3 separate regions of the Macaca mulatta genome follow, and all the other regions are linked to region 3. Evidence: chromatin contacts called from public Hi-C data. All regions are on one chromosome and are shown on one strand. Each heading gives the region's core, a stretch centred on a gene start, on an enhancer-like site or on the middle of the called end of the contact. The rest is flanking DNA. Distances are from core to core; before and after follow the strand shown.

Region 1 (3,442 bases), core at 744-3,243, 360 kb before region 3:
GGCTCCACGTGCCCATCTACAGCTTGAGAATTAGACATTCCCTGGGCTCCATGCACCCGTCTACAGCTCAAGAATTGACGCACCCTGGGCTCCACGTGCCCGTCTGCAGCCCTAGAATCACCAACAGCGCCCTAGGGCGCCCATGTGGCATCTAAACCAGGCAGGGGACAGGGGTGTGGAGCAGACCAGGTAGGGTTGCTCCCTAGGATGCAGCCCTGCCTAGGCAGGAGGGCAGACCCTAGATTTCAAGGCACAGTGCTGAGCTGTGCCCCCAGGGAAGCCTCCAGGATGGTCGTCATCCCGGCAGCCCTGCCCACTGTCCACGCATCCCTGGGGTCTGTGCGCCACCTGGTGGCTATTTGCTGAACTGTGGCCACAGACCCCGGGTCAGCGGGAACCAGGCCTTTCACTGCCCTGCAGCTCCCTCTCCTTCAGGCTGGGGTGGGATGGCAGAGAAGCAGCCCGCACCCCCAAGCAGAAAGCCCCCTTTCTGCTGCAGTCCCCTTTGCAGTCCCCTCTGCCTTTTCTACTGCTCGGAAGGCAGAGACCCTGGCCGCCTCCCTTGTCCCTCCTTCTCTCATGCCCGCTGCCCCCCTGCCACACCTCCCGTCTCACCAGGCAACCCTGCAGACAGCAGCTGGGGAGGACTTTCTAAGACAAAAATCTGATCATTCCAGAAGCTCCCTGTGACGTTTAGGGTACACTCCCCAAGGTGCCACGTTCAGGTCCGTCACCTGTAACCCTCCCCTCTCCACCTCCCCCAGCCTGGGCTCACTCACTCCAGGCCAAGCCTTGGACATTCCTGGCTGCCCCAGGGCCTTCGCATGCCCTCTGTCCTGGGCCTGGCTGTCCTCGGGAGTGTCAGCACTCAGCCTCTTGTCAGGTTTCAGGCCTCTGCTTGGGGCCATCCTGCGCAGCATCCCCGCCAACCTGCCCTGTTCTGGGTTGGTGGGGCTCTGGGAGGCTCAGAAGCATCTGTCTGCCTCAGGCCATTCCACACTCCCTGAGGGCAGGACCCCGTGGCTGCGCTATCCCCACAGGCTCAGCATGGTGCTTCCTGGCTGTGCATGTCCCTCCCTGCCTCAAGTCCATAGGCCAGAGTTGCCCAATGAGGACACCCCAGTTTGGTATGTGCTCCTGGTCTCAGCTGCCCCTGCATGGTGGAGGGGTGGGAGACGCCCTCCCACTTGCCTCGCCACACTTCCCAGCAGTCTCTCGAAGCACTGGCCTCGTGGAGTCAAATCCTTCAAGGGGATTTGAGGGTCCAGCTGTCACTCAGTCATCATCAAAGGCAGAGCCGAGACTGAGGCATAGGCTCTGGGTGGGGACTATCCGCAGGGACAGGGACCACTTGCTTGGAGGAGGGGGCGCTCAGGTGGGAGGGGCACAGTGAGAAGGAGGTAAACAGGTGCTTGCAGGGCAGGCAGGGACCCCTCCCAGGGCTCACAGCTTCCAGTGGACAGCAGGCGCAGGGCAGGCGCAGGGCAGGCGCAGGGCAGGCGCAGGGCAGCGGGGCTCAGAGCACAGGCAGAAGTTGGGGACTTCCTGGGGAAGGGGCTGACAGTAGGTTCCTGAGGCTTCAGGCCTGGAGGAGTGAGGACGGCTGTTGGGTTCTTGAGTCCAGCAGAGGGGGGCTGTGCAGGGTTGCAGGAAGGACGGTTGGAGGCACTGGGGGGAGGCAGAAGCAGCAAAAGTGTTTGCAGCCCCTGGGGCCAGGTGGCGGGGACGCCTGCAGACGCCAGAGGGCGCTCGGGTTACATGCAACTCCGGAGCTGCCGGCCCCCGCCAAGGAGTGCTGAGCGCGGGGAGCCCAAACCGCAGCCTTGGGGAACCCAGGAGGGGCCCGCAGGGTGCAGGACCCGCGTGAGGGATTCCGGGAGCACGGTGTTTAAATGTTGGGGAAAAAGTTAATCAAAGCGGCGTGTTCCCAGGGAGCCCCTGTTTTCTCGTTTCTTTTCGTCCGCCCTGCTTTGCAGTGCCAGAAAGCTGTTATCTCAGCACGGCTAAGGAAACCCCAGCGCGGCCTCGGAGGGATTAGGCATTCTGCTGAACCAGGGATATGCGGTGGGCCTGAAAAAGCCATTTCGGGAGGAATCTGGTCTCGGCTGGGGTCCGGCCCACACCGTGAACAGCACGTGAACAGCACGTCGGAAATCTGCTGGGCAGGGGAGATTTGCTCATGGCCTCCCAGGGAGGAGAGCCACTTCCTGGGCTGCAAAGAGGGCCCCAGCCTAGTTTCTGAATTCAGAGGGGGCTGTGTGTGCACGTATTTACGTACATGCGTGTGCATATCTGTGTGCCCACGTCTGTGGAAGTGGCACACGTGTGCATGTGTGTACTGTGTACGTGTGTGTGCTTGTCGGTAGCTCTGTGCGCACATACATACACATGTGCCTGCTGTGTGTGCGCACGCGTGTGTCTGACGTGTGTGTGCTTTGCGTGTTCTTGCTTGGGAAGGAGTTCCCGGTTTGGGTGGCTCTCCTGTTTCTTGCTGAGGCCGGCTGCTGCCAGAAACGGCCCCCCCTGCTCTCTGCAGGAGGAGACCCTGCCCTGGCCCAGGTGAAGGCCTGGCTTTTGTCTCCAGGATCACGGCTTTTGTCAAACCCCACACAAAGAGAGAGGCACTCAAAAGCACAACACAAACATGGCTCGTCCGCGCCTTTGGTGGGGAACATACCAGGGAATTGTCCTGCAATGCCTGTGGTTAAAAAACCCCATGAGCGGCGGCCCCGGAGGCCTAGGGGATGAGGTCATCGCTGCGGCTTCCTCCCCTCTGCTGAGGCTCCCTCCACCCCGCCCGGTGGCCCACCCCTCCCGCCAGCTGGAGCCTTCACTGCCTGGGTTTCTGCTGTCCCTTCAGCACAGAGCGAGGCCTCAGTTTCCCTCCCAGCACAGAGCGAGGCCTCAGTTTCCCTCCCAGCACAGAGCGAGGCCTCAGTTTCCCTCCCAGCAGCAAAGTGAGACCCTGTGGAGAGTCTCTGGGCCTCCGTGACGGCCCCGGGCGGGCTCCTCTCTGTGGAAGAAGGTGGGGTCCTGTCCTCAGCGCTCTGGCCTCCGCTTGCTCAGGGCGCCCGCAGGCCCGCAGGTCCTCACCTGGTGTTTTCCACCTGGGACCCGCAGCTGCTGTGATGAGAAGCCTGCTCTGCGCACGGCCTCAGGCGGTTTCCCGCAGCGCCCTTACTGCTGCTGCCGGGAAAAGACGCAGAAGTGAAGGCACCTTCGCCCGCATTGGGGAACCAGTGGGTGACTCAGGATTTTCCTCAACCCACCCCGAGGTCTGATTCCCTCTGCAGCTGCCGCCCGCTAGGGGTTCTCTTCCTCCCGGCCTGGTGAGCTCCTACGGGTCTGACAAAGCCCCGTCCTGCACACTTGCTTCAGGGGCAACTCCTCACTAGACTAGTTGCCCGGGGACGGGGGTACCCACTCCCTCCTCAGGGCTGCA
Region 2 (3,344 bases), core at 206-2,705, 500 kb before region 3:
CTAGGGCTCCCAGCAGCCTCTTTGCGGGCCAATTTGGAAACTGTCCCCAGCCCTGCAATTTAGGGGGTTACAGAGTCTCTCAGCAGGCCCTCCTCCCCTGCTGCTCCCAACTTCCAAGCCTGCACTGGTTGGGGTAACAGGATGGTTCAAGGAGCCCCCTCTCTACTTTCCACTATGTTCCCTGTGGGGAGGGAAGAGCAGTTTAAGGAATAAGGTATCCCAAAGGTGCACAGCAGACCGGGGGCCGAGGAGGGGGTCCTGCTTCCCCTCCTTTTCTCTAGGCTGAGCCACAGCAGGTCCTTGAATCCTATTTCCCAGCGGATGCCAGGACAGCAGGCCCTGGGGGAGTTCTCTCTCGAGCCTTTCAGAGGGACCAGAGGTCTAGCAGCCACGGGGAACTCAGATTCCTTGACTGTGTGGGGCATGAACTCTCCCAGCTGAGAAGGAGCACAAGGTGCCAACAGGGCCAGTGGCCAAGGGAGACGCGGCTTGTCGAAGGGAGAACCTGGGCCCTCGTCTTCCCTTTCAGGGCGGGCATCTGACCTGCCCCCTGGACAGGCTCCCAAGCACGGCGGAGGCCAAACCTTCCCGGCTGCCGCCCACCCAGCCACGCTGACTTGGAAGCTTGAGCATTCAGCGGCCTCCATCCTGCCCGGAAGGACCAGGGACCTGGCCCCAGCTTCCCCGCAGAGCCCTCGGGGGACGTCTCAGTGCCTCCCGGAGCCCGGACCAGTGCACCAGAGCTGAGGGCCCAGAGGTGTCAGGGTGGCCGGGCAATTGTGTGAGGACGACGCCCCACAAGTTTGCGGCCAGGGCCCAGTAAACCCCTAGGGGTGGGAAAGCGTCGGCCCAACCAGCGGGTAAAGCCCCCTTCACCCGTGACCCAGCGGCCACGACCCCGCGTCTTCATCTCGGGCTGGGACCGCCTCTGCGTCTGGCCTGAGCGGGACCGTGGGATCCCGGGGAGCCCCGCCTCGCTGCATTGACGAAGCCCAGGAGGAGCGACAGTTACCGCTTCCGGTCATGACCGGAAGTGCTGGGAACGGCATTCGTTCTCCATACGAGATGATGCACTTCCTGCCTGGGGCGGCCGCTGTTCTCGCGGTTTCCGGCAGGTGGCGCTGGGACCACGGGAAGCCGGCCCGGTTGTCGGTTAGCCGTCGAGCATTCTGGGAATTGCAGGCCTGGCCCCTCCTCTTCCTGTTCTTCTTGGTCAATTCCGGTCTTGGTTCCCCAACAAATGCCGTCGTTTCCGGGGCCGCTTCCGAGCCGGACCCAAGGGCCGGGGCGTAGAGGGGCGGGCGCATGCGCACAGGGCTACACATCCCGACAGGCGTCGGGAGTGGAGGCCCAGTGCCTTGTGGGAGTTGTAGTTCTGCAGGTGCGGAAACCGCGGCGCTCCGCCGGCAGAGCACTCGGTTTCCCAGAGGGCTGAGCGCGCCGCGCGGACGTGCGGCGCCGACCAAGATGGAGATTGCCGTGCATCCTTGAGCCGGTAGGTTTGTGCTGATGGAGGACGGGCCACGGTGGCCGGCCGAGCCTCCGGAAGGTCACCGAGCGCAGCTTTAAATTGAGCTCGGAGGCCCCGCTGTGCTTGCCAACCCCCGTACCTTGCGACCGGGCCCTTGGCACCCACAGCATCCTCTTGAGGCCCGGACCCGGGCCTGTCCAGCCCGACTTCGCACCGAGAGCCAACTTGGCACTGAGAGTTCGTTCTTTCCCTGGCGGGGAGGTCTTGCTGGCACATAGAGTGGAGAAAGGCCCGGCTCTGCATTCATGTGGAGAAACAGACGGCTTCCTTCAGTCTCCAGACATGAAGGAGTCAACTCTGCCCTTCCACTCATTGCCGGATCTCGCCGAGAACCCCGAGAACGGACTCCTGGAGTCCCTGTCTTGCAGCCCGATCCCCGCTCCCCCTCGGAGTGCCCCGCTGACCAGGCTGCTTCTGGCCGCGGCGGCGTTCTGCTGCAGAGGACGGGAGTGCGAATCTGGGAAGCAGGGGTCTGGTTGGAACTCCAGCTTCGTCTGCAACATACTGTGTGACTTGGGCAAATTATGGCCCCCGCCCCATTCCTGCCAGTTTTAAAACGGTCATCAGTGTGGGGGGTACTGGGTATCGCCTTTCCCTGGGGTGGCTTCTTCACTGAGGAGAGTCAGGCCTCAGAGGAATTGAGGTCCTTCCTGTGTTTGACCTGGTGGAGGGCACTGACAGTCCCTAATAGTACCCCTGACCCCATCCTTGTTGGGTGCACAAGACACAGGTCACTCTGGGCGGGCAAGGAGTGTTGGTAGCAGGAGAGGAGTCAGTGGATGGATGGCCGAGGACAGTGAAGAAGGGTGTGGATGGGCCGTCTTTTTTGCTTGGAAACGCAAGCTCTGAGGCACCTAGTCACTCTACCGCTAAATGGGTACAGGAGGCAGCATTTGTCTGCCCAGCTGGAAAGGCAAGGTATGTGCTGAGTGTTACAGGAGGAAGGTCACTGGAGGTCGCTCCAGGAGCTGCGGGGATTTGCTTCTGCCTAGCAGGGCTGCTCAAGGTGATGGTCGACACCCCACTTTCCTGAGAGCTTGACCCTCAGATGCCAGGGCCTTGGCTGCAGATTCCTTGGGAGCTCCCGGGGATCTTCCAGCAAATAGGAGCAAACCTTTTCCCCATGGATCAGGAAGGTGCCGGCTCTTTGTGGAGTACCAACTGCTCACCCTGCACAGCAAGCAGCTTATAAGTGGCCTTCCTGCCTGATCTCGGCCCTGGGTTTAAGCCCTGGGTGGCTGCTTACTACTAAAATCGCTTAGTAGCTCCAAGCTTGCCTGCAGAGGGTTGGCACGATTAAATGAGGTAACGAGTCAAAAGTCCCTACCCTGAGTCCTAGCCTGTCAGGGGCTCTGAAAACCCAGACTTAGGTCGGTCCTGCCTGGCACCTTAAGGGGTGACAATGTGCTGGCACTGGACACAACCTGTTTCACACATGTGTGCTCTGGTCTGAGGTTGGTCCTCTCCCCCACCCCACCCACCTGCAGTTGAGCAGCTGAACAGCGGCAATGCTGGGGCACTCCCAGGCCTGAGACGACCACGCCTGTGCCACTGAGGACCTTCAGCAGGGCTCCATTCACCTGGCCCACTTGGCTGTCCAGTCACACTCCAGTGTCAACCACTGGCACCCAGCAGCCAAGAGAGGTGAGAGGAGGGCTTGGAGGGGGAGGCGGGACTCCACCCTGTGTGGGACGGTTCTGTCAGTTGATTCTCTACTTGTCCAGGGGCAGTGGATCTGCAGGGGGAACTCATTCTCAATACTTTTCCTCCTGAGAGACAAACTTCCTGGGCCGTTTTGGTTTAGGTGTGGCGT
Region 3 (3,118 bases), core at 273-2,772:
CTAGGCCCATGACACTCTTGCCAAAGCCACCAGTGACTCCAGCACTCGGCCCCAAGGAAGCTCCCAGGCCGCCACTCACCTGCCTCTCCTCTCCAGGTCTGGCTCCTTTATTTTTCCCTCCCTTTCCCTGGTCAGAGCCCCGGCCACCTCCTCCTCATGCTGGAGTCCAGCCTTAGCCCTTGGCCCCTCTCCTCTCTAGCCCCATCCACTCCTGGTCATCTCATCCAGGGTGGGAGCTCTAAGTAAGACCTCAGCATGAATGACACCCTCATGTCCAGCTCAGACCACAGCCACAAACTGCACACTCTGCCCTCTGTTCTGGCCCACAGGCCCCTCCCCTGGATGGACCTACAGGGTTCCCTCCCCTCATGTCGCCCCCAGCCACCCCTTCTCAGCAGCCTCGCCCTGGAGGCCCCCTCATTTGGCCCTCTCAGCCCAGGCCCCAATCAGCAGGAAGCCTGTCAGCCCTCCTTCCAGGGAGGTTCCAAACCTGCCCCTCGAATCCCCCCATGCCCCATCCAAGTCCACACCGCCTCTCATCTGGACCACAGCAGAGACCTCCTGCACTGCCCCCTCCCCTCAATCCCTCATCAGCACATCAGCCAGAGGCTCCCTGGGGAACAGAAGGGGCTCAGAACCCTGCAGCAGTGTCCACTGCACACACAGGAAGAACTCAAGTGCCCGTAGGTGGTGAGTTACTTCCTTATTCATTGTGGTGACCCGGATCTTCTGCCTCCCCGAAACCTGCACATGCACTCTAATAATGCAAGCTACGAACGGGTGGTCACCTTTGCCAGTTGTCATCCCAAACAGCTGGCACGGGGCATGCACACAGTAGGTGCTTAATAAGTGTGTGTTGGGTTAAGATAGGCCTAAAGCCATTTCAAACGTCCAGGCAGTGGTGTAGGCAGGGGTCAGCTCTGAAGCTGGCCTCCTCTCATTCAGGAGACCCTCAGAGGTCCCAGCCTCCAGGGTGAGGCCTTCAGAGCAACACTTCTCAGTGCACATCTGGCTGTGTCCCTGCCAGCCCTAATAGGGCGATCCCTCTCTCTAGACTCACTTTCTGCCCCGTCACCCCACTGTACACCCTTGGTGCCAGCCCCTTCCAGTGGCTCAGCTTCCTGAACACTCCAAGCCTAGGCTCACCTCTAAGCCATTATCCAGGCTATTCTCTCAGCCAGGATGCCCTTCCCATACCCGACCTTTAAGACTGGCTGAGGCAGCACCTCCTCTGAGAGGCCTTCTCTCCCAAACCTGAGCCCAGATGAGATAAGGCCCTTCCTTCCTCCAGTCAGCCTGGATCCTCTCATCTGGCAGAACTGTTGCCCTGCTTCTCCGAAGCAGTGAACGCCCTAGGGCTGGGGACGCACAGGCTCACTGGCCCATAACCGAAGCCGCTTCCTCTGGAGGAGGAAGTCCAGGGGTCCCAGGGTTCTACTTGCTTTTTTCTTCACCCAGCCCAAAGGGCAATTTTCCCACATTCCCTCAGAAACAGGAAGTTCCCCTACCCACACCGAGCCCATTCATGACAAAAAAAAAAAAAAAGTCTATCCAATTTCCTCTGCTCAACCAGTTCCCCGGCTACCTGAGACCCTGCTTCACCTGGAGGAAGACAGTGTAAGTTCCCAGGACCCCCGCCACCCCTCAGCGCCAGAGGACCCTCAGCCTCCCTCACGCACCTCTGGGCAGTTTGGTAACTCATCCCATCTCCTTCTGCCGCTTCACCCTCTAAGCCCTCCCCAGGGAACCCAGGAGGCGTCTGGAAGCTGTTGGGGACAGTCCCTCACACCTGCCCCATGGAGTAAGGGTTCATGTGGATGCCCATCCTCCCCCAGGAGTCCCAAATCTAAGACACTCTGAGACTCCTGTCACCCACCCCCACCTTCTTCTACGGGCCTTTCTGTGCAGTCCTTCCAGGAAATCCTGGCTGGAGCTGGGCTCTCGACTTTGGGCTCTGGGCTCTCAGCTTGACTGCACCCTCCCCAGGTCCCCAGGGAGGCCAGTGGTGACTATTCTTGAAACCGAGCTTGGCAGAGGATCTGGGGACACACACTCCAGATGCAAACACATTTGCACTGTTTCAGCTGGAATCTCCTCGCGCAGGGCACTGCACCTGTGGGCTTGCTGAGAAACAAACTCACAGAAGGCGGATTCATTGGACAAAAGGTATTTGGTCCCCAAATTTATTGACGTGTGTGAACAGGAGCCTTCAGGACGAAGACCCAAAGATATGGGGAAAATTGCCATTTTTGATGCTTAGGCTCAACAAAATATGGACATCCATGAGGGAACACAGATTAATCAAAGGACCTGCGCTAATGCTACTGGACCACAAGGGGAAGCGCAGCGAGGGTTGTTGGTCTAGATTTCTCGAACTTTCTGAGCAGCATTCCTTCCCTCTGGGCGTGGGGTAGGACCCTCCTGGAATGGGGTCTTATGCCCTACAGTCAAACAAGGCAGGTCAGATAATTTCTTTATGGCCAGTTTCTGAACACAAAGGTGGAGCAATATTTTTAGGTTTGATGTCTGGCTGTGGGGAAAGGGGGGCTCCGATTTCTATGACCTGCCCTGGGGAAAATGGATTCTAGTTTCTATGACCTGCTTCGGGCAAGAATGGCGCTGAGAGACAGCAGAGCAAGAGAAGGTCAGAGAAAAAACCTTTTGCTTCCGAAGCTGCTTCTGAAGCTGCTTCATTTTGGGGTATTATTTTCTGATCCCCGACACCTGAGCTGCTGAACCAAGGGTAGCCTGACCCACTCCCACATGACTTAGAATAGCTTCACCAGCCGGCCTTGGGCTACCTGGCTCTGGCCCCCTGCCCACCAGGATTTTGGCCGGCTCTCACTTGCCTCTGCGGTGTCTGTCTCACCCTGTCTCACTCCTGCAGTTTTCTGTTCTGTTGAGTGATGATTGACACATGACATTGGTTTTGACATTTGAGCCTGTGCCTAGCCGCAGGTAGGTGGGGCAGGAGTCCTGAGTGAGCATCTCCCTCCTTAGTGACAGTCAGGGGGCACAGAGAATGGTGCCCAGACCAAGGTCAGGGCCTGGGCCAAGTGTGCTCAGCACGTGGTGTGTGTGCTCAAGCGGCTCCTGCTGCGGAGGGCGGCATGAAGCC

Evidence for each region. Hi-C and Micro-C count contacts between places; a contact is called where the count stands out from the background.
Region 1: a Hi-C map of CD4 T cells shows a contact between it and region 3, with 8 times the contacts expected there. The contact joins the enhancer-like site here to the promoter of SLC67A1-AS in region 3. A contact is called at or near these places in 8 of 14 Hi-C or Micro-C datasets (CD4 T cells, blood, cortical neurons and 4 more).
Region 2: a Hi-C map of fetal cortex germinal zone shows a contact between it and region 3, with 5 times the contacts expected there. The contact joins the promoter of TSSC4 here to the promoter of SLC67A1-AS in region 3. A contact is called at or near these places in 2 of 14 Hi-C or Micro-C datasets (fetal cortex germinal zone and fetal cortical plate).

The regions. Positions count from the first base shown.
Region 1 is chr14:2,443,263-2,446,704 of T2T-MMU8v2.0, forward strand. All of the region lies in intron 2 of KCNQ1 (potassium voltage-gated channel subfamily Q member 1), which reads left to right. Among named protein-coding and RNA genes, the nearest start is that of KCNQ1, 91 kb to the left of the region's middle. Within about 2 kb of position 1,994, at least 13 of the 40 cell types and tissues checked have an H3K27ac peak or open chromatin away from gene starts, as enhancers often do. A contact at or near this core is called in CD4 T cells and fetal cortical plate, where this site is marked.
Region 2 is chr14:2,307,226-2,310,569 of T2T-MMU8v2.0, forward strand. It overlaps TSSC4 (tumor suppressing subtransferable candidate 4), which reads left to right and starts at 1,456. Exons shown (of 4, transcript NM_001193980.2): 1 at 1,456-1,495; 2 at 2,527-2,667; 3 at 3,019-3,175; 4 at 3,336-3,344.
Region 3 is chr14:2,805,692-2,808,809 of T2T-MMU8v2.0, forward strand. It overlaps SLC67A1-AS (SLC67A1 antisense RNA), which reads right to left and starts at 1,523. Exons shown (of 2, transcript XR_013404543.1): 1 at 1,203-1,523. It overlaps SLC22A18 (solute carrier family 22 member 18), which reads left to right and starts at 1,443. Exons shown (of 11, transcript XM_077961729.1): 1 at 1,443-1,617; 2 at 2,104-2,166.